Regions from separate parts of the Hordeum vulgare genome. Here region 1 is linked to region 2. The links are chromatin contacts, called in public Hi-C maps. All regions are on one chromosome and are shown on one strand. The core of a region is the stretch at or near the end of the contact, and the rest is flanking DNA. Distances in the headings are between cores, read along the strand shown.

What was found. Hi-C and Micro-C count contacts between places; a contact is called where the count stands out from the background.
Region 1: a contact with region 2 is called in a Hi-C map of leaf, with 5 times the contacts expected there. The contact joins the promoter of LOC123450590 here to the enhancer-like site in region 2. A contact is called at or near these places in 2 of 6 Hi-C or Micro-C datasets (leaf and seedling).

The regions. Positions count from the first base shown.
Region 1 is chr4H:435,640,589-435,643,498 of MorexV3_pseudomolecules_assembly, forward strand. LOC123450590 reads right to left here and starts at 1,595. Exons shown (of 1, transcript XM_045127760.1): 1 at 804-1,595. The coding sequence starts at 1,595. The coding sequence ends at 1,056.
Region 2 is chr4H:434,875,879-434,878,578 of MorexV3_pseudomolecules_assembly, forward strand. No RefSeq gene overlaps it. Among protein-coding and RNA genes, the nearest start is that of LOC123446568, 3.5 kb to the left of the region's middle. Within about 2 kb of position 1,438, at least 2 of the 3 cell types and tissues checked have open chromatin away from gene starts, as enhancers often do. A contact at or near this core is called in leaf, where this site is marked.

The DNA.
Region 1 (2,910 bases), core at 345-2,844, 760 kb after region 2:
TTTAGAAACCTTCTAGAAGTTTCCTAAAACCGGAAAAACCCTGCTGGAAAAGATTCTCAAAACCGAGATCATTGAATAAATGGGCCAGTCCAATAGAATCCTTCGCCGTTGAAGCCACCAGGTCGTGTGCGTTGCTCGACTATTTACCGCAAAAAGCGGCAAATAGGGGATTCCCGTGAAAGAGGCATGTGAACACATCAGATGATCTGGATGGAAAAAAAGATGGGCCATCCCAGCTTGCCGTACAGGTGTACATCGTGTTTGATGGACAAAGATTTTCTGATACATGATCATCATTTCTGAGAAAGTCAATTCGGCTCCTTAGAGCATATGCTTCCGGAGCCAAAAAAAAAATAAAGATAAAATTTATTTGTGTAGTTAGACACATTCAAATGCTATCTATTAATTTAGGGCAAAAAATTAAACATTTTAGCTTGTGAAAAAAAATTAAACGTTGAAAGTTATCCAAAATGTCACTCCAAATTTATTTTCTTATTGAAGAAATACCGTTGCTCCTTATCGCGTGAAATTTGTCATGCATGTTCGCGATACTAATACAATCATTTACAACGAAATTAGAACTTCTTTTAAACATTTTATCTCACAATACCGTTCATCCGGAAGCATATGTTCATGGGAGCCAAAACAAATGTCATGTCCTTTCTTATCAAAAGGTAATGGACTAATTTGAGTTGTCTTTGTCTTTAACGGGATACCAAGCAGAACGATAATATATGTAGCATTACTCCAAAAAATTACCCTTAAAATGATACTCCCTCTGTCCGAAAATACTTGTCTTAAAATGCATATAATAAATGTATTTACAATTAAAATAAGTCTAGATACATTTATCTCTAGGACAAGTATTTCCGGACGGAGGTACTATTTTCTTTGTTAGGTCCCTCAAAGATATTTTTTGGCTATTTAGTGCGCAAGGATAATTAACTTGCTTCCTCCTAATACTTGGCTAGATCCGGCCCCAATGGCCGTAATTCCTATGCTTGTAAATGAATAGAGGAGGTTTGAAGTGGAAAAAAAGATAAAACACGCCTTGTCTAGCAGATGCTCTTATGCATCATCTCGTTGTACTGGAGCCAGGAGATCTGCCGCTGCAGCCTCATCTGCGAGTAGAAGTTGGCGATGAACTCCTCCGCCTTCCCATCCACCCCGGCGTCCTCGCAGTCCTCTTGTTCCGCGGCGCCGAAGTTGGCGTAGCTCGCTCCCATCACTGCCCGCTGGAGCAGCTCCTCCTCCACGCAATCGTCGAGGTTCTCGACGCCGTACTCGCTCGGCCCGGCGCCGTGGCAGTCCCCGACGCTGCCCGCGTCCCTCTCGCGGGGGTCGCAGAAAAAGTAGCGGTCGCCACTGTAGTCGTCGGGGGTGTCCGGGACGGCGGGGGCGACGCAGGGGATGAAGCGGAGCACGCGCGCGGAGGGGGCGCGGAACCGGAACGCAGGCGTCTCGTCGATGGAGAACTCGCGCTCACCGAAGCGCAGCCGGTCGCTGCGCCCGCTGCGTCCCAGGGTCTTGAGCAGGCGGAGGCCATGCACCACGACTCCCTTCCGCGCCCGGAGCACCGCCAGCTGTTGGGACATGGGAAATCACTGATCGTCCCTATGGTTGCAAACCATTGGGATGCAAGTGGGTGTTCAAAAAGAAGCTTAGGCCCGACGGTACAATTGAAAAGTACAAGGCTAGGCTTGTGGCCAAGGGCTATGCCCAGAAAGAAGAGGAAGATTTCTTCGATACTTATTCACCTGTGGCTAGACTGACCACCATTAGAGTACTACTCTCATTGGCGGCCTCTCATGGTCTTCTCGTTCATCAAATGGACGTTAAGACGGCTTTCCTGAATGGAGAGCTAAATGAGGAAATTTATATGCAACAGCCAGATGGCTTTGTGATAGAAGGTCAGGAAGGAAAGGTGTGTAAGTTGCTGAAATCTTTATATGGTCTGAGACAAGCACCTAAGCAATGGCATGAGAAGTTTAATACAACTCTGACATCTGTTGGCTTCGTTGTTAATGAAGCTGACAAATGTGTATACTATCGCCATGGTGGGGGCGAAGGAGTTATATTGTGCTTGTATGTTGATGACATACTGATATTTGGAACCAACCTCAAAGTAATTGAGGAGGTTAAGTCCTTTCTGTCTCAAAACTTTGAGATGAAGGACCTTGGGGTGGCTGATGTTATCTTGAACATCAAGCTATTGAGAGATGATGAGGGTGGGATTACACTTCTGCAATCCCACTATGTTGACAAGATTTTGATTCGCTTTGGATATTCAGACTGCAAGATTTGTCAAACACCATATGATCCTAGTGTGCTTATTCGAAAGTTTAAAGGCACAGCTATAGATCAATTGAGATTCTCTCAAATTATCGGTTCACTTATGTACCTAGCTAGCGCAACAAGGCCTGACATCGCGTTTGCTGTGAGCAAACTTAGCCGGTTTGTTGCAAACCCGGGCGAAGTTCATTGGCGTGCTGTTGAAAGAATTATGCGCTACTTGAAAGGTACTTCAAGATCAGTATGTCATTAGTCTAGTCAATGCCATGCTAGTTATTATTTTGTGGATTAATCTACTCGGAAAATTGCCTATTTACTCAACAATCCAAAAACCTAATGTCTGTAGGAATTTTTCGAGTAATGGTTTTGCTGCTGCACTGAAACCGGATAAGTTTACCGGTACCTTTTTCAAGCGTTGGCAAACGAGAACCACCTTATGGCTCACGGCTATGAACGTGTTCTGGGTAGCCGGTGTCACTCCTACGGAAACTATCACTCCTGAACAGGAGAAGATGTTTAAGGAGGCCACCGTCCTATTCCTTGGAGCAGTCATTAGCGTGATCGGAGATAAGCTGGTTGATGCATATTTACATATGCATGTTGCCAAGGACTTGTGGG
Region 2 (2,700 bases), core at 188-2,687:
TCGCAACTCATCGACGTGTAGTTCTAGCAAGCCGGGGCGGCCCTGTAGCATCCTGCATCATCTTTCGATCTAGCCGCATCGCCGTTGCATCTCACAACCGACGTAGGTCTGGAAAGAGAGCAAATAAAATGGCAGATGAGGGAGGAAAAAATGTGCGGGCTCCGTCAGGTGGTGGCGTCCATGGCGTTCTCGAGAGCAACCCGTGGTTTGTATGGCACGTGGTTAGCGAAAGACAATGAGAAAAGGTTAGCGGAGAAGAAAGAGAATAAGCTTTTAAACCGGAGAGCTCTGCGATGCGTGGATCCAACTGAAAAATATGCGTCTCCGGGGGCCTCTTAATTATGTGGATCAGATGGCGCGAGTGCAACCGACTGAAACGTTCGTCGGTCGTTCGGCCACAAACGTTTGCCAACAAATAAACCTCCAATGACGACGCCATGATTATGGGATAACCCCATTTCTCTCCTTCTTTCTATTTTCTCTCCGCTGAATAAAAAGGAATAAGGCAGAACGTAACGTGAGTCTTCTTCTACCTCTCCCGGCCGTCGCGTGGAGGAGGCAGATGACCGCACAAGAGTGATTTGTAGCTGTTGCCTCGTTCGCGTGGGCTTCTTCTTCAGTCCGAGCGAGCAGTCCGAGCTTTAACCGGACTAGACCGAAGTTTTTCGGTCCATACTTCACGGACCGGACCGGCTATTTTTTTTCGCGGGCCAGGACCGAGCTCGGCGGGACCTAGTAGGCCACGAGGCCGGCCAAAAGCTCGCTCTTGTCGTCCATCCCGAACGATTGGTGAAGGAGAGGCGCATTTCCTATTTGGTGCCACGGGCGCGAATTAACGAGCATTTTTGTTAACTAGCGCTTGTGCCGTTCGCAAATTGGTCGGCCCATCTAGGCGTCGTTTGACGTTTTTTTGATATGTGTATGAACTTATTTAAATATTGATGAACATTTTTTAAATTTCAGGGAATATTTTTTAAGATTGATAAACTTTTTTGAATATCGATGAACTGTTATGAATTTTGATGAACATTGTTTTGGAAATGTATTAGCTTTTTAAATATTTATGAACTTTTTTTCAGTTCAATGAAGTTTTTAAAAAATACATGAACTTTTGTTGAATTTTTATGAAAGTTTTACAAATTTATTGAACTGTTTTAAAATTTAATGAACTTTTTCTAAATTGGATGAACTTTTTTTTCATTTTCAATGATTTTTTTCTTTCAAATTGATGAACTTTTCCTGAAATTGACGAACCTTTTTTAAAGATATGAACTTTTTTTCAAATGAATGAATATTTTTTTAGATCTGTAAATCTTTTTTAATTTCATACTTATATTTTCATAATAAAAAACAAAAAGTAAACTGGATAGCACTCAATGGGTCGGGCCATTCTAGCAGCGCTGCAGGCGCCGGATCATTAACAGCTGCCTGCAGCGCTGCATAGGAGCTCCCAAGGAGAGGCATCCATCAGTGAGTCTATAGGTTTCTTGAAGAATTATTGGGTCTGTCTAAGAAATGAAATCCAAGCCTGCTCAGATCAGAAGGGAAAGAAACCTGAACAGAAAATACATGTGGCTACTCCGGCTGATACTTCGAGTGCCGGTAATCTTTGGTGTACACCCCATAAGGATTTCTGAAACTAAACACCAAAGATTTCTGAAACTAAACATGAGTTTCCTAAAGAAATATACAAGTGCTTGCATTCCGTGTCATGGTGAGTCAGAAGTGTCGTACAAGATGTGTCCAGGGTAACAACTTTTCACCAGTAAGTACATTCTCAGTCGCTATAAGAGTTTGGTAGCTGAAGACTTGGATGATATGATAGATAGATTTAAGCGTAAGGGGGATATGTTGATTAAATGACTTCTCAAACATAGATTTATATTACTGATATTTTTGTGAACGGTCTTTAAAAAAACAGTCCATTCCTGATATTCATGGTAAGCACTTACGATCTTTGAGCCGTCTCAGTTGAAATTGGTACACATTCAATTATTTGGCCTCCTCCTTGGAAATATTGAAAAGAATTTGCACCCGTTTTTTGCTGGACCAGTACGTATCCTTACGAGGCACACTTACAGTCTCCGTTCATGCAAAACAACAGCATGATTTTCTGGGGGAAACCATTAGTCTTTGTTTACATATTTCAGATTTTCTTTTCTTATTTGCAGGTGTCAGATCCTTTTGGAAAATGTTTTGTAGAATAACATGCCAATAAATTTGGCAGGAAATATTTTGTGTGGATGCCTCAGGTAGTTTTTTTTTTGCTCAAACCAATAGGGTATTTTGGCACTGAGCTCTCCAATCAGCACATGAGGGATATGGGGAGGGACTATTGAGACATCCATAAAAATTAGGTAGGAGAATTGCACTATTTCACAAAGTAATAGCATTCCTATAATACTTGTCTACTAAAATATATCTAATATATAATAGAGTGGTTACAATACCCATATAACGTATATACTCATTTCAATTATCTTAAAAATCTCTTGTTTTAACATGTTAGGGATGTGCTAATTTTACATGATAAAGTACTTTCGTCAGTTTATGCTATTAAAAAAAAGTTAGAGGAAAAACGGACACATTTTGGACAACACTTTGAAACTTAAGACCATTAAGTGTGCCAGATTAAATAGTGAAAATATTAGGCGGGGATTTAATGTACATTTATTATGGTACAACTTTATTATATAAGAA